Regions from separate parts of the Mus musculus genome. Here all the other regions are linked to region 1. Evidence: chromatin contacts called from public HiChIP or PLAC-seq and promoter capture Hi-C data. All regions are on one chromosome and are shown on one strand. Each heading gives the region's core, a stretch centred on a gene start, on an enhancer-like site or on the middle of the called end of the contact. The rest is flanking DNA. Distances are from core to core; before and after follow the strand shown. Region 1 holds the start of Tagap (T cell activation Rho GTPase activating protein). Region 2 holds the start of T2 (brachyury 2). Region 3 holds the start of Prr18 (proline rich 18). Region 4 holds the start of 4930506C21Rik (RIKEN cDNA 4930506C21 gene). Region 5 holds the start of Mpc1 (mitochondrial pyruvate carrier 1). Region 6 holds the start of Ccr6 (chemokine (C-C motif) receptor 6).

What was found. Promoter capture Hi-C pulls out the DNA fragments that hold promoters and counts their contacts. HiChIP or PLAC-seq counts read pairs in DNA pulled down with a chosen protein or histone mark. Capture Hi-C pulls out chosen DNA fragments and counts their contacts.
Region 2: an H3K27ac HiChIP or PLAC-seq map of thymic regulatory T cells shows a contact between it and region 1, with 4 times the contacts expected there. The contact joins the promoter of T2 here to the promoter of Tagap in region 1. A contact is called at or near these places in 4 of 39 promoter capture datasets (the C10 cell line, the HPC-7 cell line, embryonic stem cells and 1 more) and 4 of 115 datasets of contacts at active chromatin or transcription factors (large pre-B cells, memory CD8 T cells, microglia and 1 more).
Region 3: a promoter capture Hi-C map of pre-B cells shows a contact between it and region 1. The contact joins the promoter of Prr18 here to the promoter of Tagap in region 1. A contact is called at or near these places in 2 of 39 promoter capture datasets (cranial neural crest and pre-B cells) and 1 of 9 other capture datasets (liver).
Region 4: a promoter capture Hi-C map of pancreatic islet shows a contact between it and region 1. The contact joins the promoter of 4930506C21Rik here to the promoter of Tagap in region 1. A contact is called at or near these places in 4 of 39 promoter capture datasets (the C10 cell line, the HPC-7 cell line, hematopoietic stem and progenitor cells and 1 more), 1 of 15 datasets of contacts at CTCF or cohesin (large pre-B cells), 4 of 115 datasets of contacts at active chromatin or transcription factors (bone marrow-derived macrophages, large pre-B cells, memory CD8 T cells and 1 more) and 3 of 9 other capture datasets (adipose tissue, liver and pancreatic islet).
Region 5: a promoter capture Hi-C map of hematopoietic stem and progenitor cells shows a contact between it and region 1. The contact joins the promoter of Mpc1 here to the promoter of Tagap in region 1. A contact is called at or near these places in 6 of 39 promoter capture datasets (the C10 cell line, the HPC-7 cell line, hematopoietic stem and progenitor cells and 2 more), 5 of 115 datasets of contacts at active chromatin or transcription factors (bone marrow-derived macrophages, memory CD8 T cells, regulatory T cells and 1 more) and 1 of 9 other capture datasets (liver).
Region 6: a promoter capture Hi-C map of the HPC-7 cell line shows a contact between it and region 1. The contact joins the promoter of Ccr6 here to the promoter of Tagap in region 1. A contact is called at or near these places in 5 of 39 promoter capture datasets (the C10 cell line, the HPC-7 cell line, hematopoietic stem and progenitor cells and 2 more) and 1 of 9 other capture datasets (liver).

What each region holds. Positions count from the first base shown.
Region 1 is chr17:7,923,607-7,927,700 of GRCm38.p6, reverse strand. It overlaps Tagap (T cell activation Rho GTPase activating protein), which reads right to left and starts at 1,701. Exons shown (of 10, transcript NM_145968.2): 1 at 1,593-1,701; 2 at 765-845; 3 at 622-675; 4 at 268-334. The coding sequence starts at 791. All of the region lies in intron 4 of Gm1604a (predicted gene 1604A), which reads left to right.
Region 2 is chr17:8,370,130-8,374,223 of GRCm38.p6, reverse strand. T2 (brachyury 2) reads right to left here and starts at 1,828. Exons shown (of 11, transcript NM_001161832.1): 1 at 1,721-1,828. The coding sequence starts at 1,828.
Region 3 is chr17:8,338,607-8,342,700 of GRCm38.p6, reverse strand. Prr18 (proline rich 18) reads right to left here and starts at 1,962. Exons shown (of 2, transcript NM_178774.4): 1 at 1,818-1,962; 2 at 1-1,694. The coding sequence starts at 1,687. The coding sequence ends at 764.
Region 4 is chr17:8,309,077-8,313,170 of GRCm38.p6, reverse strand. 4930506C21Rik (RIKEN cDNA 4930506C21 gene) reads left to right here and starts at 2,053. Exons shown (of 5, transcript NR_073374.1): 1 at 2,053-2,154. It overlaps Sft2d1 (SFT2 domain containing 1), which reads right to left and starts at 2,068. Exons shown (of 8, transcript NM_134114.2): 1 at 1,886-2,068. The coding sequence starts at 1,948.
Region 5 is chr17:8,281,445-8,285,538 of GRCm38.p6, reverse strand. Mpc1 (mitochondrial pyruvate carrier 1) reads right to left here and starts at 1,752. Exons shown (of 5, transcript NM_018819.5): 1 at 1,578-1,752. The coding sequence starts at 1,648.
Region 6 is chr17:8,234,100-8,238,193 of GRCm38.p6, reverse strand. It overlaps Ccr6 (chemokine (C-C motif) receptor 6), which reads right to left and starts at 2,151. Exons shown (of 3, transcript NM_001190333.1): 1 at 1,879-2,151.

The sequences.
Region 1 (4,094 bases), core at 452-2,951:
GTTTCTCCAATGTGTGCACGCTTCCATCCTCAAAGCTTACAAGTTCTAAGACTTGGCAGCCCGCTTGGAAACCCCGTGTGTCCCTGGGCACTGGCCACGGACAGAATCTCCCCTCCTACAGCTCTGGCTGTCTTAGTCAAGGGTTAATGTTCTGCGCTCTCTCAGAACACTTAGAAAACCAAATCTCAGTAAAGTAAAAGCCCTGTGGTTTGGCAAACAGAGCACTAGTTAGGCGCACAGGAGAGATCAGTATGTTTTCAAACTCACCAGTTAGCTGGCAAATGCTGTCTTCACTCTCACATGATGTCAGCAGGGGAGGCACTTTGATATCACCCTGAAAACATGCATTTCAGTTAAAATAGTGACACCCAAAGACATCCCATCTTTCTCCATAAAATGCACATACGGCCTTTTATTCATCTTGAAAATTAAGTCAAATGCATTGATTCTGTATTTTATCTTCTCAGATCAACATTATTTTGGAAGATCTCAATAGACGTGTTTAGTTTATAATCTGATATTCATCTCACACCAATAATTAAATAACCCAAATGAGTAACAAAAGAATGTCTTTTATCTAATTACAGTGCAAATAAAAAGTTTAAAACATTACTTTCTTACCTCTGACTGACATTCAATTAATGTCTCCATGTTGTTAGCATTAAGTGTTTTTGACTAAAAGAGAGGAAAAAGAACATCAGCGAAGGTCCTTCAGCCCCTGTCTGTGGACAAGATGAATGAGTAGGTGCAAAGGACTTACGTACACCATCGAGACTGCTTATCAGCTTCATTGGAATGGAGACTGACAGTCCAAGAGGGGGGTCCACTACCTCGAGGCTTTGATCCTGTGTACAACAAATCATAAATGAAAAGAGTTAGAAAATAGAATAACTAGTCCAGTCAAATTCAAATTTCAAAGTCAGTTTGAAAAAACAAAAAACAAAACAAAACAAAACAAAAAAGGACCCAGAGCTTAAAGCTACTGGATAGAAAAGTGTTCACCTAAAACTGGGCTCCCACTAAGAAGCATCGTTGAGAATCTCATCCAAGTTTTCATTGTGTCTTATTCTATCCAAATGAAATAAAAATTCCTACGACTCCATGAAGCAAGATAACATCAGTCTTTCTTCCTAAATGTCACCTATGATTAAGAACAGCCTCTGAGAAACTTAATCCTAAATTCTTTAAGCCACACGCCTTTACTACTCCCAAACTTTGTTACGAGTTACTAAGTTCCCATCAGGAGAGCCTGAGTACACATTACAACAACCAAGACTTGCTTTTCTGAGTGCTCGCACATACTATATTAAAAGCTCTGCACTCTCATGAAACCCAAGTAAGACAGAAATTTACCTCCAGGACAATATATACAGTGTACAGAAACAAAAGATAACATTTACAGAATCCCTAAGCCCCCAAGCTGGCAGCTGACACACAGCCCCTAGCATTCTCCATTCAGAGTCCTTCTAAGGCTGACACATGTTTCTCAATAGAGCTGTTTTTAGTGGCACTGGCCCCTGACACTTCAGGGACCCAAGACCCTCGACCCACAAGGCAGTTTATGTTTTGTCCTGTTAATCTACAGTACTTACCAGCAACGGTCTTCAGCCAGAGCTCTTTTTACCTCTGGCGAACTGTGGAAAACGGGAGACACAACATGACACTCTGACCCTAGGAGTCCACCCACAGAGACAAGGCACTGGGCCCTCAGCCTCGTGTGCTGAGTGTTATATGTGGCGGGGGCGGGCAGGTGGAAACTCAGAATATTACTGGGGCCGGAAGGAACATCATGGGTTGTTACACAGCCAAAGCCAGCCAGAGACTGCTCTGCTCTCACTTCCTCATTCCTTTTAGGGCAGCGCCGGTTCTTTCCAAGCCTAACCCCCCTAATTCCCACCCCCCCCATTTCAAAGTAAAAATGTCTACAAACTACTAGGAGTGGAAACCATGACATATTGAACATAGGCAGTGGCTCTGGTTGATGTCAAAGGTGGTGTGTGCAGGATGAGAAATTTTATTATTCTGTGTGTAAACATCACTTTCCTTTCTAGTTGTTCCTGCTGGCCCCTCCCTGCTCTGGGTGTCCTGTTTGGGTGCTGTTCCCGGTCACCCACCATCCTCTCCATCCAGGACTAGATATCAATTGGCACATCTAGGTGCAGGGTGTTGCTATAAAACCAGGACGGAGATGGAGGGATGACTTCCCCTCTTTGAAAATTACCCTCGAAAGCTACACCAGTTTCTTTGGAACTAGGGGAATTGCCCATTGAGAAATTCATTTATTTCTCATGTAGAGAACCACTGCCCTAAGTTTATTGTGAAGTACGGAGTCAGTCAGATGGGTACAGATGTGTTCATTTTAGGATCAACAACTTTGTAAAGGGAACAAAAAGCGTCACATGTTTGTCAACATGGTAGCATCTTTGGAAAATCTAGAAGAACACAACGGTTTGAAATGCAGATGCTGCAAATTATATTGCATGTAAAACTGCCCTCCAATCTGGCATCTTCTGTTGTGTCACCTCCTCTTCTTCCTTCGAGATCAAATCAGGTCGTGTGTGTGTGTGTGTGTGTGTGTGTGTGTGTACATGTGCGTGTGCGTGTGCGTGTGTGTGTGTGTGTATTGGCATCCCACCTCAGAGCTATGGCTTTGAACATTCCACGGATAATTTGATGTTTGGCTCTGTAGTATTCCACAGAATTGTCTAAGACGTTATGTTTTTGGAGCTGGAGATTAAAACCTGCCCCTCAGAACACACTCTGCCTCTGAGCTGCACCCCAATCCAGGATTGGTGTTGGGCTTCTCTAATGTCAAGGACACTGCTACTTTGGAGAAAGCCTTCTCTCCTCACCAGACAGAAGGCTCTCTCGATGATGTGAAAATGGAGCCCACTTTACAAGGTTTTTCATCTTAATTCTGAGCCGTCTTCTGAGTTATAGAACTCTTAGCCTGAGCATCTGCAGCATCCCCCAAAAAAACAGCTCAAACTTTTCTTGAGATGGAAGGTTCCCGTGCCTCGGTGTAAACACTGGCCTTGGGGACACCAGCCCTCATTCTTGGCGTTACCATGAACTCTGAATACCGAGGTTAAAATGTGAGCCCGCTAAGTCATACCTAACACCTTTATATATGCCACATACTTGTATTTCAAGAGCCTCACTGCACATAGTTATCAGCACTCTTAGCTGAAGTGGGCCTTCCTGTGTCACAGGCCAGACAACTAGAGCTCCTCTGGCCATAGCTGCTCAAGTCACTCAGCTGGGCCTTCTAATCCCGAGCGCCAAAGCAGTCTATGCTTTCCCTCAGGGTAACTTCAAGTGGTTCATTTGTCTATACCCGCTTTGTCAGGTCAGGGGCCCGCATGAGGGACACTTAGCTAGCAGAGACGCAGATTTAGGGCACAGTCCTGAAACTTCAGAATTATTATCACTTTTGTTAGTAATAAATAAAACGCATTTCGTACCGTCAATGATGTGGTGACCCACAGAAACAGCTACAGCAACAGATTTGTGTGTGTATATATGTGCTGTGTGTGTGTGTGTGACATGTATGTGTATGGTATGCAATGCCAGGGTTCTGTGCAGGCATGCTTATGGAGGCCACAGTTAAATGTCTTCCTGTGTTTTATCTTACTTTTGAGACAGGGTCTCTTTACTGGACTTAGAGTGTCTACCAATTTGTCTAGATTAATTATCCAGTGACGCCCCTGTCCATTCCCTGCCCATGGCTAGGGTTATAGGCGCCTACTGCCTTGCTGGCTTTCCCGTGGGTATCAGGGATCCCAACGCAGCTCCTCACGCTTGTGAGGCCATGGAGCCATTCTTCAGACCCTACATTGACATTGAGAGTTTGTGTCTATAACTCTCCACAGACCATCCATGTCCAGCTTTTAGTAACTGACAGAGTTGTTGAGTTACTAGTTTCCCCTGCCCCCCCATCCAGCAGTAACCATGGCAACAGAAAAGTGTAACCTGGGACCTCACATTTGTAAAGCAGAAGAATGTTGGCTTTTATAGAACCCCACTGTTGATAACAGAACCCATCGGAAAGACGTTCAGCAGTATCAGCAGCCCTGGGGAGTCCAACAGTCCAC
Region 2 (4,094 bases), core at 579-3,078, 450 kb before region 1:
AGTCCTAGAACTCAATTTGTAGACCAGGCTGGCCTTGAACTTATAGAGATCTGCTTGCCTCTCCCCCACCAAATGCTGGGATCAAATGTATATGTCACCACCACCCAGCTTGGCCATCTTTTAAAATATGTCTTCTTGGTCTTTGTGTGTTCGAGTTTGTATATGTGTGCCTATGTGTGGGCCTTCAGGGGTTGTGAGATGGGTGTGTGGCATTGAAGACTAAATCTACGCGTTTTCTGGTACTGAACCATGGGGGTTTGGTTGTTTTAGAAGTCCATGGATCTCTCATTAGTATCCTTTAATCTGTGAACAATAATGAAGGGGGTGTTTTTCTTCATTGTGCTTAATTAGAAATCTAGTCAGCCGTGAGATACAGAAATCTGGGGCAGTTGGTGATTGTGTACCACGAGTCTCAAATGCCTGATGTATCAGGTGAGTACCAAGCAGGTCAAATGAATTCCTTCCCAAATAAGACCACTCCCTGTCCTAGAGCACTAAGACTCTTGAGATGGCTTCATGGTTCCAATTCTTTCCCTGTCTTTGCCAGCCCTCATTCTTCTGTCTACGCTGGTGCACAGGCCCTAAGCTCACAGCCTCAGCCCATTCACCACCAAACAGAGGGGTGAATTGGTACTGCTTGGGCCCAAACGGCAGAATCGGGGTCCCAGGAAAGAGTCTGTACACTCTGGTCTTGCTCCTCAACCCCACATGCTTAGCCGTGTCCCTGTGCCCTGCAGCCTGATTGCTGCCCGATACATGCAGCGGCCACTTCTGATGCCGCCCAGTGTCTCCCATCCACCACCCACCTTAGTGGCCACTGGCCTCCTTCAAAGGAACCAAATTCCCTCCACCAAGTCTCCAAAACTAACTGCCTGGCCTGCTCTCCCTTCATTAGCTGGGGATCCAGAGGAGTGGGAAGGGTCCTCCGACTCAGAACCGTGGTCTCAGTATCTACCTGAGGTAGAGACACAGTCTCCCCTCTAGACCTCAAGTTTCTGGATTTTAAAACTCAAGGGTAAAATAATTAAAATAGGAAGGAAGGAAGGAAGGAAGGAAGGAAGGAAGGAAGGAAGGAAGGAAGGAAGGAAGGAAGGCAAGCCAGGTGGGGGTGGCACTGAGTTCTTGGCCAGCCTGGTCTACAAAGGGAGTTTAAGGGTAGTCGAGGCTACACAGAAAAAAACCCTATCCCGAAAAGAAAAACCAAAAAAATAAATAAATAAAAAAGAAACGATTCACAGAACACAGGAGGGTTTGCAGAGTTTGATCCTTGGTGTCACAGTGACTGGAATGGACGCCAGGGAAGCATTTGGGGCCTGTTTTAAGCCACGTGTGTCCCTCGCTTCAGAAATGCTATTTCCTCTCAGCCCCACCAGAGGGCGCCGTAGAACAAGGAGCCTTTGTTCATAGACTTTCCATATAATTCTTTTGAGCTATTTTCATTCACCATGCGACCTCGGATGACAGACTGAGACTGATTTTAAGAAACAAAAAACAAACAAACAAACAAAAAACAAACAAAAAAACCCAACAACTTTGTTGTAATTTTACGTTCTTACAGTTTTAATTGTCTGGAGCTACTGACTGCCGTTCTAAGTGTGCAGTGGTATGTCCCGCTGCTCATTGTAGCTTTGTGGTCAGAATATTTACTGAGCCGTTAAATAGAGAAAGATCAAAGACAAGACTGGCTCCCTTTGTTCACAACGACACAAATAGTGGCTACCTGTTCCGGCAAGGTCTGCTGTGCTGCCTTCTCTTTGTCCTCCACTTGGGTGTGACACCCCCTGTGTTTCTTTGGCGTTTTAAAATGGTCTCTCAAGATCTGGGCCATCCTGTCACAGGAACAACAACAACAACAAAAATGTGCGTCAATTTTAAAATTACAGCATTTTAAAAACAGAGTTAGACTTTTTTTATACTGTGACGTGTTGGACAGTTAGCTTGCCTGTGCCTGTGTGTACCCCAAAACAAAAAGATGCACAAGCCAGTTCTGGAAGCAGTTAGGAAACACAGGCAGAGAGCCCTTTCACAGAGTACACTGAAGCAGCAGCTCCTTGATGCTGCAAACTGGCTGAGGCTCAAAGTGGGCAAACCACAGGAACAGTTACAGAAAGTGAGGAAGCAGGCAAGACAATTCTGAGTCTCCCAGACGCCCCTGGAAAGGAAGTTGCTTTTCTAAGCCCAGCAGCCGCATCCTCTAGGCAGGGAGGGGCTACAGGACCACAGCCGCTGCCTGGCTCTGGCTGGCCACATGCTCCGCCTCCAGCCCAGCCCCCTCCCACCAAGCGCGCTCCTTCTGTTTCTTGGCTTTGTGATTCCCAGCAGCAAACCATGCTCTGTTTTCTGTAGCTGAGCAACGGGGCTGAGGGGTGTTGGATGGTGGAAAGAAGTCCTGGCAGGTGGTTTGTCAAAGACGCTGGCAATGGGGGCAGAGCATTCTTAGGGCTTATGTGGGAGACTGGCAGTCATCGCAGACTGCTATCACAGGGCTTCAGATTCCACCCTTCCCTTCCCTTCTCTTCCCCCATAGCCACCTATATAACCCCTTCTTGACCTTTTGCAGGATGCTTTCTTATACAGAAGGTTGAAACAGGAACTGGATAGACACCTCCGAGATTAAGAGCGTGCATGCTCTTACAGAGGACCCAGCTCCCAACCACCAGCTCCAGAGGTATCTAATGCCTCTGGCCTCCGACTGCATGCACAGGAACATACAGAGACAGACATGTATATACATAATTAAAAATAGTTTTAAAAATTGAGGTATGTGATTCATATACTCAAAACTCCCCCCTTGAAAGCCTGTGACTCAGTGGGCTTTCGGTGGGGTTTTTCCAGAGATGTGCGATTATCACCATAATCAAGCTGTGAGCATTTTGCTTGCCCCAAAAGGAGCACAGCATCCCAATACCTGCAGCTTTATCTATGGCCTGGCTTTAGAGAATTTTCAGGCTGAGTCTCGGTCCCCAGTAGTCACAAGTTGAAGCCCCAACCTCAGCACCTCAGAATATGGTTGCATTTGGAGACAGGTCCTTGAAAGAGGCCCACTGAGTTAAATGAGATCACAGAATGGGCCCCGATCTAACCCACTGTCCTTGTGAGAGGAAACGTGGCTACACGGACACACGCATGCATGAGGAGCCACCAGGAGCATGGGCTGCCAGCAAAGAGAGTGGCAAAAGAATATCAGGCCACGTGGCAGCATCTGAGAAGGGAGGCTTCCATCCCGCAGGCAGGCCCTTCTGCTGCCATCTGACCCGGCACAAGTTCAGCTGTCCACATACCCTGCTCCACTATGAAACTGGGAGCCCAGATAAATCTTTCCTTTCTCATTTCCACGGGTATTTTGTCAGAGTGATGGAACCCTAAAACATCTTCCTGCCTCTCAGGATCACTGAGATTCCTCCAGAAGGCAGGGGCCTGCCACGTGAGCAAGTGAAGGCTGGGGTATTCGGTGGGGGAGGGGCAGTGTGCTGGCTGGCTCGTCTGTCAGCCCGACACAAGCTAGAGTAAGGAGCAAACCTTAACTGAGAAATCGCCTCCCTAAGATCCAGCTTTAAGACATTTTCTTAATTGGTGATCAATGTGGGGAGAGCCCAGTCTGCTGTGGGTGGTGCCATCCCTAAGCTGGTGGTTCTGGGTTCTGTAAGAAAGCAGGTTAACCAGTAAGCAGCACCCTCCATGGCCCCTGCAGCAGCTCCTGCCTCCAGGTTCCTGCCCTGTTTGAGCTCCTGTCCTGACTTCCTTCATGATGAATACCGAGTTATTCCAAATAATTCCCTACCAACTTCCTGTTTGGTTATGGTGTTTCATCAAAGCAATAGAAATCCTAATTATGACTGGCAGAAGCCAATAGCAAAAACATCCAATTAAATGCCTTGGGGTTTTGATTTGTTTAATTAGTTTAGGCTGGAAAGATGGCTCAACCACTAAAGGTTAGGCTCAAAACCAAAAATGCTAGATTTCTTTTATGTGTATGGGTATTTTGTCTGCGTGTATGTGCACCACAGTGCCTGAGGGTAGAGTATTTATTTGACTCACATGGAGGCTAAGTCTGAGATTGTAGCCATACCAGCTGATCTACTAACTCATGATCA
Region 3 (4,094 bases), core at 713-3,212, 410 kb before region 1:
CTGCATGGCCATATATCCACATGTATGTGAGAGCCAATGTGTGTGTTATCGTGTGCATGTGTGCGTGGCTGTGTATGTAGGCATGCATGCACGCATGACAGCTAGTGGAATGGGGTTGCCTGTGCATAGCCATGGGAGTGGAGTGTGTGTAAGTGTCTGGGATGGCTGAGTACTAGCTGGCAGGCGGAGCACAAGTCCTCCTGGATCACCCAGTGGCAACAGTACACTGTTTCAGGGATGCTGGATTACAAGTTTAGTTAACCAGTTTCCAATACCTAACATCTTTCTGACTTGTAAGGAAACAAATCCTATACATAGATAGCACCATGTCCTAGTTCTGCAACAGAAGATCACCCCACCCTCGGTGGCCACAGGCTTGCAGAGTCCCCAGGAAGTGGAATGCCACCTGGGGCAGAGGACCTCTGGGTCCAATACTTAGTTAGGGTGAGAGGTTAGAAGGCATTTCACAGGTCCTCCCCCGACCCCCACATTAGGGAGGGCGGGGAGCAGGAGGAGCAGGGGACAGCTGCTAGAGTCAGGCGAGTCTGTTGTGTCCCACGCTGACCTAATTGCACAGGAGGTGGGTGGTGAGGCGTTAGAAAAGCCTGTGGGTCACTCATGAATAAGCACACCTGGGGAAGGTACCAGGCAATAGTCCTGTCCCTTGCTGGCCTACCTGGTTCACAAGAGCCCAGGTGTGCAAGGAGCCCAGGAGGCGGCCGTGGGCTTCAAGCCAGGCTGGGTCCCACAGGCCCACCTAGCCTCACAGGGTGCTCAGGTGTGGCAGCGAGTCCAGATGCCCTGTGCGGCCCCTCGCAGCTGCCGCCGACTCGACCCCACGCAGCCACTCGGTGCACTTGCGCACGAGGCCCTCGTCCACCACCTCCACCTCCTCCTCGTACTCCTCATCATCGTACTTGTGCTTCTCATTGAGCAGCGACACCTTAAGCACTGGGCGCAGGCTGGAGGGGCACGGGCTGGGCAGAGTGGCCTGCAGACCTCCTGGCAGCAGCGAGGCACGGGGAGGGCGGCTGCTGACAGCCACAGCCAGAGGCGCGTTGGGGACACTGGTGGGGCCACCCCTCCGCAGGGTCGAAGCCCTGGTCCGGGGACAGGGTACCAGTGGGAGCCGCGGGTCGGCAGAGGGTGTGGGGAAGGGCCTGCGGGGTCGCGCCAGCAACTGCTTCTCCAGGTGGCGCCTCTGGATGACCAGGATGGCTTCTGGGGTGAGGTTCAAGGAGAAGCGCGTGGCGTCGTCGGGCCCAGCCCCCGCCCCCGCAGAGGTCCCCGAGGCGGTGGATCCCGCTGGGATGTGGCTGCAGGCGACCCGCCGGGGCGCGGAGCACGTGGTCGAGGTCCCCCCACGGCCCGGAGAGGGCTGGGGCGGGACGCGTGCGGAGGTAGCCGGCTGTGGGGTGCCCGAACCCAGGCCGGGGCCGCGCCGTACCGGGGGCCTCTTCAAGGTGGCGGAGGGCCAGGAGCTGGAGAGCAGCATCTCGGGCGGCCTCCTCTTTTTCTCGCCGCCGGCGGCGGAGGCAGCGGGCGGTGAAGGCGCGGGCGGCGCACAGGGTCTCCGGGATAGCTGGCGCGCAGCGGGGCCCCCCGGAGTTCGGGGGGGCGGCGGTGGTGGTGGCGGCGGCGGCGGCATAGGCAGGAATGACATGACTCTGCCGAGCAAGCGGAGCATCAGTGTCCTGGAAGGAGAGGGGCGGGTGGGGCGGGTCTCAGTCGCCGCGCGCGGAGCCGCCCCACTGGTCTGGCGACCCCCGGCACCTCCCCATCCGTTGCTGATCGCCGCGCGCTCCCCGCACACCCACCTGCTAGCAGCCGCAGCATCTCCCGCTCCCTCCCAGTTCCTTCAAGCGAAGGCGCCTCCCGCCCCTCCCTCGCTTCGGCAACCCCGGGAGCTCCCTCCGTGTGCTCCGAGCTGGGTCCTTCGGTCACGCCAGCAGCCGCCCCACTGCTGGTGAATCTGGATGTCGCCTGGATCGCACCTCCGAGACGCGCCGGGCTGGGCCGGGCGGCAGGAGGAGGAGCGCACGCTGGCAAGGGCTTGCCAAGTCCCGGGCTGCTAGGGGCTGCGGCTATCGCAGACTGCTGAACGCTGGAGACAAAGTGCCCGACATTCGCAGGGGCGGGAGCTGGCACCCAGTACCCCAAGTCTCTCCTCTCTCGTTCTCCCATGGCTCGAGAAGTGAAGGATTAGTCCATCAGAAGCAGAGAGCTAGGTCTCAAGGGAACTGGTAGCACCAAGTCACTGGTGGAGTCCTGCACGTTAGACAGAGAATCCTTTCAGATGACTCCGGAGAGGAATTTGGAGCCAATCTGGAATAGCAGAGAAAGCCGCCAGTACCGGGTGGGGCTTTTAGGCGCTACCTAGGTCCCCCCCCACCCCCCGCATTGTATCCCAAGATACCACTCCTTGGGAGTTATTTACACATTAAAGCCATTGTTGTCTATGAATAGGCAAGGTTTTGTTATACAATAGCAACATAGGAAATATATGACATGTTCTGTTTTATCAAGTGACTGCCTGCAATGCCATGTGTTGTACAAACAAGGGAAGCTGGCTGTTTATACATGAAAACATAACCACAACACTGAAAGATCCAATAAGCTAGCCATTCAACAGTTAGAAGACAATGCACCTACAAGTCAAAGGGATTTACCGGGCACCTGTTTCACTGAAAGGGAGCAACAAACAGCTAGACTTAAAAGACTGCTCCCCGTGCACAATGAATAGCTCTGGCCCAGGGTGAGCACATGGGAAAGTGGGTAAGCCTCTGTGTCTTGTGCCAACAGTCACCCCACCCCCTCCTCTTCTGTTTGTCCTTTTCCAGTAGCAACTGGACACTCACAGCCCAGGGTAGCCAAGGGAACTTGTGGGGGGCGGAAGCTTTTCTCATCAGAGCATCCAGGAAGTTGGCATAGGTCCCACAAATACACAGGCATCTCCATCACCTTCCCTCTATGCAAAGGCAGCTCGCTAGCTTCCAGAGAGCTCTCTGGCTCACAGGAGCCTTCTGCCCCTGCCAGGGGACCCAGCTCTGCCTTGAGCTCAGGCCACTAGAACATGGGCAGCTTAGCTCCCAAGACACTGAAGCACGCTTGTATCGTTTTAGTCCGGGTTCTAGTTTCTAGGTAGTTGTGGGGATGGAGATGTAAGCATGGTGCAGATTGAATATTAGGGGAAAGGAGTCAGGAGCCATTTCTGTAGGTACAGCTGGGGAGGTCATCTTTGGAGGAAATGCCACAAACTGCTGGATGCCCAGATGTCACGTGTGCTAGTGGAAATGTGTGATGTCTGAAATCCTCTGCTTCCTGCCCGTGTTCAGATTGCTTCCTAAGATTTCAGGTGTCCAGAAGTAACAGGAATGGCTGGGTTGAAGGTCAGAGGTGGGGGTGGTAGGCAGTCTAATAACTTTAAGAGGTGACATATACTGATGTAGGTCTGTGTCGAGCATTCCTATTACCTTGCCCATTCTACAGGGAAGGACATGGCACTTCCAGAGGCTCTAAATGCTGTGAGAGACAGGACAAGACTCAGCACCACGTGAGAGTTCAGAGCCAGATGTGACTATTACACTAAAGACAAGGAAGAGTGTGTTGGTTGGGGAACCCACATAAGTGAACCCCACCTCCAACTGGTAGAGACTGGTGTGTTAAAAGCCCAGAGGAGCAAATGAACCATTACCAGGGTGACAGTTAGGTTCAGACTAGGTACTGGAATGTTCCATGTCACCTTAGCAGCCTGCTGTCTAGCCCAGGAGCCTGCAACCTAGGGAGCTACAAGCATCCCCGTCCCCTGAGAGTCAGGAGGAATGGAAGCAGGAAACCTGGGTCCAGGCACGACCTCAGGGGACGACATCCCAGCACCTCATGTGAGCTGCCTTAGCAAGAGCTTGCATACTTCTGACTCTGGGAGGAGTGTCTATACATCAGTGACACTTTTCTTCCTGTCCCTCTCTGCCTCTTGTCTGTCCCTCTCCCTCTGCCTCTTGCAAGAAGTTAGGAAGAGCAGGTGTACCTGAAAGGAGGCATGGGACGGGTATCTACCAGTCACAACACTAGACTTTTAAGGAACCTGTTCCGCA
Region 4 (4,094 bases), core at 804-3,303, 390 kb before region 1:
TGGAAACTTGAGATGCTAAGGCCGACTTGACAGAAGTCACTCCCTAGGGCTGACCTCTCTCCTTCCTGGAGCTGGGAAGCGAATCCCCTCCCACACGTCTATCCAAGAACTGAACTGTCCACCATACCTTCCCATCAAGATGGACTAAAGCTCTGAAATGGAACCACGACATACCTTCCCTCTCCTTGAGCTGTTTCTGCCAGGTACTGTGCTCAGCGATGGGAAAGTGGCTAATACAGTATCACTCACTCACAGTGAATCGAAACCCTCTCCACAGCCTAAGAGACCCAATGGGACGCAGAATCTTCCACCTCCTGCCTTCCTGCCTTTGTCTCCTACCTGTGTCCCTCTTTCCCTCTGTTCCAGTCACCGGCCCAGCACACACAGAGGCCACCCCTGCCACTCTCTCCTAGTTGGGAGCTCAGGAAGAGCTTCCCTGAGCTACCTGAGAGGCTGACTACCCTATGCACTACGGCAACCCTAAGCTTCCCAACCCACTCTACCTGTTCCACGCACTTTCCACTAACACTGTAACCGTAGCACCGGAGGCCTCTATCAGTCACTGTTATTACATCCACAGTGACAACGGATAACCACCTAACAGTCTATCACCACCAGAGCGTTCCACCTTTGACTGAACTCTTCTTTACACAATCTCCTCTCTTCCGGAAACAGCTCCAAGGACCAAGTTCACTTCTTTGTCCCCAGGATTTACAAGAGCACTGCCTGACAACACTCCAGCAATGTCTGAGCAGCAGCCACATGCTACTCAACACTTAAAAACGGCATGCACCACTACGGAAATAAATTCTACATTTTAATCTGTTTACATTTTGAGTGGCTACATGTGGTCATAGCTACAGCAAAGATCTAGAACAAAGAGTGGAGCATGAAGCAGTTGATACTATCAAGCACGGTGGATAAGCCATATTTACAGCCATTGCTGAAGTGACTATGTACAGGTCTTTTGTATTGCAATTACAATACTGATTTCAGTTCTCAGGAGGCAGAGGCAGGAGGACCTTTGTAGCTCCAGGCCAGTGAGGGCTACACAGTGAGACTTTGTCTTGGAACAAACCCAAAAAGAACAAACAAACAAAACACAAAATACAATATAGAGTTCACTTGTCTCAACACGGGCTACCTCAGCCCTGCCAACAAATAAGTCAGAAAGGAAAAACGAACAAACAAAACATCTTCATGTAATACAAAATCAGGCCCAGGTCTGTGCCAAGACACACCAAAATGTGCTAGCGTGCAAAACACAAAGCAGTTCCTGTTTGCCTATTTTTAATTCTTACTGGAGGAAGTAAGTCTTTATCAAGTCTCATGTCTGGGTCACAAGCAAACAAGGGCTCTGTTAATTAAACAAAACAAAACAAAACCATGCATTACTAAGGAGGGCTGACTTCACAGGCAACCTTTGGCACGTCCGTGCTCTCCAGTCTCTCGCCCAGATCTCAGCCTTAATTTTTTTAAAGATCTATTTATTTATTATTTATTTATATGAGTACACAGCAGCTGTCTTCAGACACACCAGAAAAGGGCATCAGATCCCCATTACAGATGGTTGTGAGCCACCATGTGGTTGCTGGGAATTGAACTCAGGACCTCTGGAAGAGCAGCAGTCAGTGCTCTTAACCGCTGAGCCATCTCCCCAGCCCCAGATCTGTCTTGAGACCTGGAATGAATGAGCCGGCCACAGGCAGCCTGGCCCCGAGGCCTGCTCGCTGCAGGGGCGGCGGAACTTGGTGCAGGAGGGGAGGGCGCAGAGAAAGGCCATGGCAGAGAAGCGGGGACCGGACAGTCCCGGGGATCCGGGACCGACTCCCCGAGAGCGGTTCGCGGTCCCCTCTCCCACTGTCGCCGCGGCCGAGGACGTTACCTGCGCCGTCAGGCCTTGCTCCTCGTCGTCCTGGCCGCTCAAGACGCGCCGCAGCTTCTCCATAGCCCTGTCCTCTTGCCACGCCGCCGACCCCTAGCTCGTCCGGCCCCCACGCCCACCCGGAAGCCCGGAATCCGCACCTTCAAGCGCCGGCCGGAAATCCGGACTTCCGCTTCCTTCAAGCATGCGCACCTCCTTGCTCTTTAATCTGCTGGGGCGGGCCTGATTACGTCACTTCCGGCGCGCCCACGGGTGCCCGCAGGGGGCTGGTGAGTGGCTTTTCTTATCCTCAAGATCGTTCAGCCAGCCAGTAGGGAGGGACACAGTTAGAGCTGTCTGTCCGGCCTGGTGCAGAGAAACAGTGTCCAGTTGCATGACTGTCCAGGCACTGAGTGACAGGTCCTGCCCCGATTGTTTTGGGTTGGAGAGATGGTAATGAAATGGCCTTTATTTTAACGATTTCACTAACAGCTTCCTCCTTAAAATTGGATCAAGAAAAAAAAAAGGGTTAATTGTCAATCCTACTGCCTCGCGAAAGGCAGTCATTACTAGAGAAGGGGATCTTTTACAGATGAAACTGCTCCAGCGTTCTCAGGGAGTTAGACCTGAACGAACAAAAGTGCGAAAGCCCCGTCCCTTTGCCCTTTGAAAGATTACAAAGATGATAACGAATGTACAATAAAAATCGTCCTTGATGTCCAATAAAATAGTTTTTAATATGGCTACACGTTTTCCCTTTGAAGTATAGTAACTTCTATATTAAAAAATCTGATAACAGTAGTTATGAAAAGTCTGTTTTTCAATATATATGAAATTGCCAGTACTCACAATATAGTTGAAACCTCGATTTGAAGGAGTCAGTATGTACTTGAAATAATTAGTGGCAGTTTAAAAATTCTGGTGACATATACATGGATCTTAATGTCACAGTGAAACCCATTAATTTGTACAAATGATAGGGTGTTAATTATAGTAACAAGAATAAACAACGATCCTAGAATGTGTTGCAGACAGAAAGCTATTTAGTAACCCAGTTTTGCCTGAGACTTAACCTCTTAGTGTTCTGATTTGATATATATGTGACCCCACCCCCTTCTGTCATTTGCCTGTGTGTCTGTGTACCATATTCATGCACAGCCCATAGCTATCAGAAGAAGGCATCAGATTCCCTAGAACTGGAATTAGGGAAGATTGTGAGCTGCTGTGTGGGTGCTGGGAAACTGAATCCTCTGGAAAAGCAGCCAGTGCTCTTAACCACTGAGCCCATCTCTCCAGGCCCCTGTCATTCTTAAGGCCGAGTACGATCTTATGTAGAATAGAGACCTTGGGCAACACACATGTCTTGAAGTGTAAATTGCCTGACAAATTTAATTATATAGAACAAAATGTAACTATTAAAAACAAGGACTGAGGGCTTGAGAGATGGATCAGAGGTTAAGAACACTGGATGCTCTTCCAGAGGCCCTGAGTTTGATTCCCAGCACCCACTTGGTGACTTCCAACCACCTATAAAGGGATCTGATGACCTCTTTTGTCATGCAGGCATACATGCAAATAGAGCATAATAAATAAATAAATATATTTAGTATTTATTATATATAACATATATTAACTTATATTATTATATAAATAAACAGAGCATAAATAAATCTTAAAAGCAAAATAAAGACTGAACTAGAGGTGGTGGCGCATGCCTTTAGTACAGCACTCAGGAGGCAGAGGCAGGCAGATCTCTTGTGTTAGAGGCTAACCTGGTCTACAAAGTGAGTTCTAGGATAGCCAGGGCTACACAGAGAAACCCTGTCTCAAAAACCCATACAACCAAACAAACAAAAGGCCAATGTATAGGTTTTATTGTTTCTTGTTCCCTAGAAGCCAAACCTGTCTTCTGAACAATGTTACAAAGAATTTATTAGATCCATTGTGGGGGATAATAAAATGAGTAAGGGCCTAGGTTCTGGAGAGAAACTGGGCTAGAATCTTGTCCCCACTCCTTGTAGCCTTGGGATTTGACAAAAATCACCACAAACCTTGGCTTCAGATATGGAAATAAGGAAGGCATAATGGTGCAAGCCTTTAAACCCAGCACTTGAGAGGCAGAGGCAGTGGATCTCTGTGAATTCAAGCCAGCCTGGTCTACGTAGTGTGAGGGAAAGCCAGCTACATAGTGTGAGGGAAAGACCATGTCTCTAAAACAAAACAAATATGA
Region 5 (4,094 bases), core at 503-3,002, 360 kb before region 1:
AGGTTCACATCAAATACATAAAATTAAAAAAAAAAAAAAGAATCGAGGGCTGAGGGTATAACTTTGTAGGCCTTTTAAGGCACAGGACCTGAGTTTGAGACTCAATATTAAACAAAAAAGAACGGGGGTGGGGGAGGGACTGAGGGACTGTTAAGAAAACAGACCTAGAAATATAGAAAGTTCTTGATCTGAGTCTTATCAAAAATCAAGTGCAGCAGCACGGTGCACTGGGGGTTGAGCCCAGGCATGAAGGCGGGTCCCAGGGAAACAGAAGCGCCTCGCAAAGGAAAAGACATTAATCAAGATGGTGAAGACGGATGAGTAAGACAGTTGTAGAAACTCAAGGCACTAAGTATTTACTATTAACTACAATACTACTGTAGACTGGCTGGCCTTGAACTCAAGAGATCCTCCAGCTTGTCTCCCTTGTGCTGGGATTAAAGGCGAATGCCACCACTGGCAGGCTCGGTATTGACCACTGAGAAGAAAATTAAAAAGCAGCCCTCCACTTATCTAACTTTAAAATCACAAGAAAATAAAACTATGCTTGGAAATATTGTAATCGGTTTCTAAATTTTGTGAGATCCTTAAAATAGAATCAGGCACCAGGAAATTATAACTGAAAATGAATTCTGGAAAGTGCTTCTTCAACCTCTCAATGTCAAGCCCTCGGGACACACACCTTGCAAGTAAATGCCTCTTCTCAGACGCACTGCGTGGCTGCGACACATGATTGTCCGGTCCCCCTCCCCCAAGCACCGTCAAATGGAAAACAAACAAACAAAAAAACAAACAAAAAACCAAAAAAAAAAAAAAACCCCGCCCTCTGTGCTGCAAATTCTAGCTCCCATTACCCGGATCCCGGCACATTCCAGCACCGCTCCCGCCAAGTCCCGGGCCGGGAGACGAGGAGGGGGATGGTAGCACCCAGTGTCCCCACGTCAACCCACGCAAGGGCATCCTGACTGCCTGCCCAGGAGCGGTGTTCGTCCGGTCGGTCACGAGCCGGAGCGGCGTCCCTGCAGTCACACCGCGTCTTTCAGTCAAGGACTGGAGCTCTGTTCCCTGTCACCAGCCATTCCCTGGGTCGTCCTGCCCGGGAGCGCTGTCCGCTCGGTCACTTGTCGTCCTCTCAGTCACGGGTGGGAGCGCTGTCCCCTCGGGCATGGGTGGGAGAGGCGTCCCCTCCGGCACAGGTTGGGGCGGGGTCCCCAGTCACACCATGTCTTTCAGTTCGCGGGGCTGGAGCTGTTCCCTGTCACCTGCCATTCCCTAGGTCGCCTTAACCAAGAGCGCTGTACCCTCAGTAACCTGCGGTCCCTTAGGTCACGGGTGGGAGCTACGTCCCCTGAGTCCTGCTGTCCCTTCAGGCACGGGTGTGAGCGCTGTCCCTTCTGCCCTCCTAGTCACAGGTAGGAGCGCCATCCCCTCGGTCACTTGCTGTACCCTCGGGAGCGCCGTCCCCTCGGGCACCGGTAGGAGCGCGTTCCACCCGTGCGCCGCTCTCCTACCTTGGCACGGCGCCGCAGGGTTTTCCCGCAGCGGGCGGCTCCCCCACGGCCTACCATGACGCTCACCTCATGAGATAGTCCCGGAAGTCCTTGCTCCGGACATAGTCCGCCGCTTTGCGCACCAGCGCTCCAGCCATGGCCGTGCCGTTGGCGGTGAAGCCGCTACCTAGACAGATGACACCGCTGTGGACTCGGCTGAGGCCCTCGGCGCTCTCACCCCAGCGCCCGCCTCACGACACTCGGAGAAGCCTTACGACCGCTCGGCGCTCCACCAATGAGAACGCGCTAGACCGCAGAGCGCGTCCGGGATTGGCTGCCGCGGTCGACACACCCCCCGCCTGCCCTCGGGGCGGTGCGCGCCGCGGGGCTGCCGTCGTAAAAGGGCCCGGCGGCCCGGACGACTGGCGGTTGCTAGGGGCTGCGAGGGTGACACTCCTCTGCCCGGGGGTCCTGGGCAGGCTTCCGGGGTCTCAGCGGGGCGTGGTGGGCAGGTCGGGCTCCTGTCACCCCTCGCCTGTCCCTTTGCCCCGCGGGCGGCTGCACAGAGACGGTGAGATCCTGCAAACCGGCGGCGACCGGCTTGGGATGGAGTCACCGAGTGCAGAGGAGGGAGGCAGTTAAAAATAGCTAAGAGCCTCAGTCTCCAGAAGTGTGGCTGCCCACGTGTGGAAAGCACAGGTTACATAAGTGCCCGGAGCGTGCATACTGCAGCTTTAGCCTGTACACCCGCAGAGGCTCAGAGCCACACCCCAGACATGGCGGGGGGGGGGGGGGCAGAATGCAGAGAGAGTTGAGCCGGAGGTAATGAGAAGGGCCTGGCTACATTTCCTGTCACCACTACCACTCTTGAGGAGAGGAAAGGTGACAGAATCCCTTCCGCCGTAAACCGGATCGCGTGAAGAACACAACTGCCTTCAGGCTGCTCGCAGCCACACCCGAGTAGGCCACACCGCGCTAAGGGTCGCTAAGGCCCGTCCCCTGAGTTCGTGCCAGTGTCAGTCTTTGTTTACCAAAAGGAGGCTGAAGACGACCTTCCCCTTATAGGGAAGGGTCTGCAGGGCCCGGACTGCAGCGCTCTTGCCAGGTTTGCTCCGGAAGCCCTGGCTGTGTTCCATCTCCAGCACTGCCGTAAACCAGGCTGGGTGGTGGGAAGTTCAAGGTCACCACTGAGTCCTCGGGGTGGGGCTTGGGGCGAAAGTTATTAAACGAATGGTAATCTTCTGTGGTTTTCCCCTTCTATGCATAGTAAATATGTGCAGCTTTTCTCAGATTTAATTTTTGCCGGTTTATTCTAACAATCTTCCGAGAATAGAGGGGACTCTCTTCCTTACCAAAACCGAACCTGAAGCGGGCCTTGGTGGCAAATGAGTTTGATCCCAGCACCGAAGATGCAGAGGCAGAGGCAGAGGCAGGAGGATTTGAGTTCAAGGCCAGCCGTGTCTATATAGCTAGTTCTGTAGCCCTGGCTACTCAGAGAAACCCTGTCTCAAACAAAATTTAAAAAACGAAAAACAAAAAACAAGGCCAGGCAAAAAAAACAAAACAAAAAAAAAAAAAAACACACAAACAGCAACAACAACAAAAGCACAATTTGGGGATTATACCTCAAATCAAGGAAAGTTGAGTAATTTAGAATGCCACTGGGGAATATGAAGTCTGGAATGCACTGGCAGAAATGAATATAGGAAGTTAAACCAAACACTCAAGGGAATGCATAAGTATTAAGAATGGACATTCCCTTTGGCCAGCAATTCCTTTCTAGAGCTGTCCCTGGAAAGGCTAGTTTGTGGAGCTTATTTTAATATGGAAACAATCCTCAAGGCGTTCCAGCGTGTGTCATAGTGTGTAACTTAGCAGGTGAGAGAGAAAAGAGGACCCATTCAAGGCTGGCCTGCGCTACATGACATCCTGTCTTAAATAACTGCAAATTAGTAATAAACCAGGCCTGGTAGTGTACACTTTTATCCTAACAAGTGGGAGGCAGAGGTAGGCAGACCTCCTATGAGTTCTGAGACCAGTCTGGTTTAGATAGCGACTAGGCAAGAAAACAAGTTATTTATGTTCTAGTGCTAAGTAATTATAGTATTTATCTGCAGGAAAAAATGTGTGGACTATTGTATAAAGTATGTTACTCATTTGTGCTCAGCGATGTTTTTGTGTGCAAAGATATTGGGACAACACTGACAGTGGCTACCCCTAAGTGTAACGGAAGGGACATGAGATGGAGGAAAGTAATTTTTTTTTTTACTGTGTAGCCCTGGCTGGCCTGGAACTTGTGACATCTTCTGTTAAAAGGATGTTTTATTGTAATCTGGGCATGGTGGTGAACCCCTCTAATCCCAGAACTCAGGAAGCAGATCTCTGAGCTTGAGGCCAGCCTGGTCTACCTAGTGCATTCTAGGACAGCTAGAGCTTCATAGTGAGACTCTATCAGTCAATCGATCAATCAGTGTTTCATTATATGGATAGAATAATGCTTCTGAGTGGTCTCTAGATCTAGAAACATTTGAGAGACTAAGGTGCAAGGATGGAAGTCAGTTCACACTGGGTCAGACACAGCGGGGAAAGTCTAGGAAGCTTATG
Region 6 (4,094 bases), core at 902-3,401, 310 kb before region 1:
CTCTTTTTCTGCTCATTTCCTCTTTCTGGAACTGGCTTAGAAGATATTATTAGATAGAAGCCAGGACTCAGGAAGCCCAAGGCACTTAGTGCAGCAGGGGAAAGCGTGGACGTCCGATGCTGTCCTAGTCAAAGCACAACAGCATCTTTAAATGACACTCAATAACCCAGAGCACCGAGAAACCCGCAAGTTTGTCACTTTCACTTGGACATTGATGTTATCGGAAGAATGTCTTCCGACCAGTCACGCCATCCTGAGTTCTCCTGAGAATTTCGCAGAAGTGTTGGGTAGATTTGTGCATTCTACTTGGTGGGCTCTGGGATCACCCGCTGCTTTCTCTCTCAGCACAAGGCAGAGGCTCCTTCTCTGTCCTGACCTTGTCCCTCTGCCTCAACCCTTTCCTCCTCTCTGGGTCCATGCCCTCTGCTGAGCTTCATCCACTTTAGGGGACCATCCTGTGACTCACCCTGCTCCCAGGACAGCCCTGAGTAACAAGGGCACCAGAGTTTGGGTTTGTAGAATCTGCACTTCCTGTCCTTATTACAGACAGTGCTTCTCCAGAGGGGTCTCTCGAATTGCAAATGGTTCCGTGCCTCTTTGTCAAATGCTGACTGCCTTAGAGGAGGGCTGCCTGTGATGACTTAGGTGTTGTGTTCTAGGCGTGCCTGTGTTAGCGGTTTCTGTCAGCCTTTGCCAGTAACTCAAGGTCTATCTTGCCTCATTGGCTGGCATTCCCACAAACTCTTTGCTTCTAGAAGTTCTAGGCTGAGAAATCAGACAGGCTCATTTATCATAACTGTGCCTAGGCACACCTGAGCATCTCCCCTGAGAGAAGCACCCAGCCTGAAGGCAATATAGCAAGCTCTCAGTAAGTCATTCAGAGCTCAGTAGTGGATGATTAAAAACTGAATTCAGGTCAGGTGGTGGTGGTGCATGCCTTTAATTCCAGCACTTGGGAGACAGAGGCAGAGGCAGAGGCAGAGGCAGAGGCAGAGGCAGAGGCAGAGGCAGAGGCAGAGGCAGAGGCAGAGGCAGAGGCAGAGGCAGAGGCAGAGGCAGAGGCAGAGGCAGAGGCAGAGAGCTACACAAAGAAACCCTGTCTTGAAAAGTGAAGGAAGAAAGAAAGAAAGAAAGAAAGAAAGAAAGGGAGAGAAGAAGAAGGAGAAGAAGGAGAAGAAGGAGAAGAAGAAGAAGAAGGAGGAGGAGGAGGAGGAGGAGGAGGAGGAGGAGAAGGAGAAGAAGAAGGAGGAGAAGGAGGAGGAGGAGGAAGAGGAGGAGGAGGAAAGGAAGGAAGGAAGGAAGGAGAGGGAGGGAGAGGCAAGGCAAGCTCTTGCATGGTGTACATGGAAGACTAGGTTCAGTTCCCAGCAGCTCAGAAAACCTGGTACAGTGGTACATGCCAGTAATCTCAGCATTCAGGAGATGGTAGCAGAGGATCAGGCTTATCCTTGGCTAATTGCAAGGTCAAGGCCAGCCTGGGATATATGAGACCTTGTCTAAAAATATAACCAAACAAAAATACATCATATTCTATCTCCTTATGGAGTAGAAAGGGCAGAGACCCTAACACCTGAAAAACTCAGGAGACTCAGACTTCTTTCCTGCAGCACCCAAGGGCATGACTCCTTTCCAACCCTAGACATAGTTGGAGCAACAGTTGATGTTCTAAGTCCCATAGAATAAAATACTCACGGCACTCAAAAGACTACCAAAGTGAGCACCTGGCTTTCATCTAAACGGGATTGAAGGAACCCAAGTCTCTAAGCACCCAGGACTTGGTGATGTGACCACGGCAATATTATTCTTCTTTTAAAGCCTGCCATTTACAACAGCAGAAACCTAGTGTTTTCCCAAAGTCCAAGCTGAAACAAAACTTACCAATAATGTTCCAACCCACAAACTGGCAGCTGCAGTTTCTCTCTCAAATTTCAGATTCCTTAGATCTTTGCTTCCTCTCACAGGTGTGGAGACCCTGGCCCTGGTCACAGGGGACTGAAAGTGATGACTTCGAACTGCAGGTTACTAGCACCGTGTCTGTTCTTGCTATTCTGCTCCAAGCTGGGCTCCCCAAAGCAGTGTGTGGCTTGTTCTTCACCCTCCTGGGGTAGATACCTTACCACAAGTGTTCTGTTTTCAGCGCTGCAAACTGGAGGTAGCAAAGGTGGAGGCAGGAGGGCACTTATGTAACTAGGTCAATGATTTCACTGTGACATGCAAATTTTTTTCATTTCAGAATTATTAAGTCTGTGGAATGCTTCTTGATTCTTGGAAATTACATATCATCTAGGTAACTGTAAAGTTCTTTGAAAGGGGGTCCTGTCCACCTAGTGGACTATAGTCAGCAACCCGTATTTTTGCTACTGGAGGAAGGAAGTGTAAAAACCTCAGCACCACCAGGACAGTCTTTGTTTGGCTCTTGGTGGAAAACACCAGCGATTTCTGGTAGGCAAGGTGGGTGACAACCCAAGGCTCTGGCACCCATGCCTCTCCTGTCCTTGTGAGTCTCAGTGATATCATAAAACGCCATCAATAATTATGTGGCACAAGGCAAGGCTACTTACCATTTACTCTTGACAAATAATTTTTGAAAAATGGATATTGTTACCCTTATTTCTCAAGTGTGAAAAAAGGCCAGCTCACTTAGGTGTTGAGTCATCTGGAGTGATGGATTCAGTTAATAAGACTTTTTCTACAGAGATGCATCCATCTCTCCCATCACCAAACACTCATTCAGTGCCCAGTCTGTGCAGTACAGTGTTCCAGGAATAAGAGAGAGCAGAGAGCAGAGATCAGAGAGGAGAGAGAGAGAGACAGGGGGGGAAGAGAGAGAGAGAGAGAGAGACAGAGGAAAAGACAGACAAAAAAGACAGAGACAAAAACAAAAAGACAGACAGACAAAACCAGAGAGAGACAGACAAAAAGACAGAAAGAGAGAGACAGACAAAAAGATAGAGAGCAGAGAGAAGGAGAAACAGAGAGGGGGCAGAGAGAGAAACAGAGAGTCAGACAAAAAGAGAGAGACAGAGAGAGAAACATAGGGCAAAGAGAGCAGAGAGAGAGAGAGAGAGCAGGGAACCAAACAGTGAAGTCCTTGACCTTGAAGGATTTACATGCTGATCAAAGGACAGCAAGCCCTGTGAGATCAAGTGTGTCCAGTATGGTGGCCTTCGCTGTAATTCAGCTAGCTGGTGGACTCTGTTACATACAGTAACCACATGTGAGAGGGTCTCTGATGGAGAGGAAGGAAGTTCTGAAAGAGAACTGTAGCCTTGGGGCCAAGAGTGATGTTGGAAAGCGGGGACAGAGGCAAGGTAGGCAGCAGGAACCTGGACACCTCCCATCTCTACACTGATGCAGGAGACAGCTCATCCCTAGAAAGGAACTGTGGGTTCACACTGCTTTTGAAGCACCTTGAATTCACATACAGCTGGGGGAGACTTTCAGTTCTCATTACACAGGCTTGCTTGAGTTTCTATCATCGGGGATACTTCATCATCTGGGTACTTGGAAATGAAATGAACTGGCCAAGGTGTGACATCCCCAGCATCACACAGGCAGCACTGGCTCTTCACTGCTGATAGAATTGCAGAAGAGACGTCACTCATGCCTTCTGACCCACCCGGCTCAGGGAAGGGAACAAATGATACAGCCTCAGGTCGGCCTGAGTTCTAGATGATTCCAAATGCCACATCTGGAACTGGTTCATCATTACAAAGAAGGTTGAGCTTATACGCCTCTGGTTTCAACCCAAGACATTTGATGCCCTTATTTCTATTGGCTTATATCTGATGGTGCCATTCCCATTGGCTTAGGGAGAGCCTGATAAGGGCACAGCATTGAGTGCCCTGGGCACAAAATAAATAAGACTTTCCAAAGTTGTCTAAGTTCAAGTGCGCACAGCTTGGCTCTGAAGTGAAATGACAAACTATCCTGGGCTCCATGTACCTTCTATTTTCAGAGCCTTTCAAAGGCCCCAGTCAGTAAATCACAGTCGAGGTCTATGGATGTCGGGGTCAAGCTTTTGCTGGTATTTATAGCCTGTCCACTGACGATCAACAACTGTGAACCTGAACCTCATTAAACACACCTTGCTA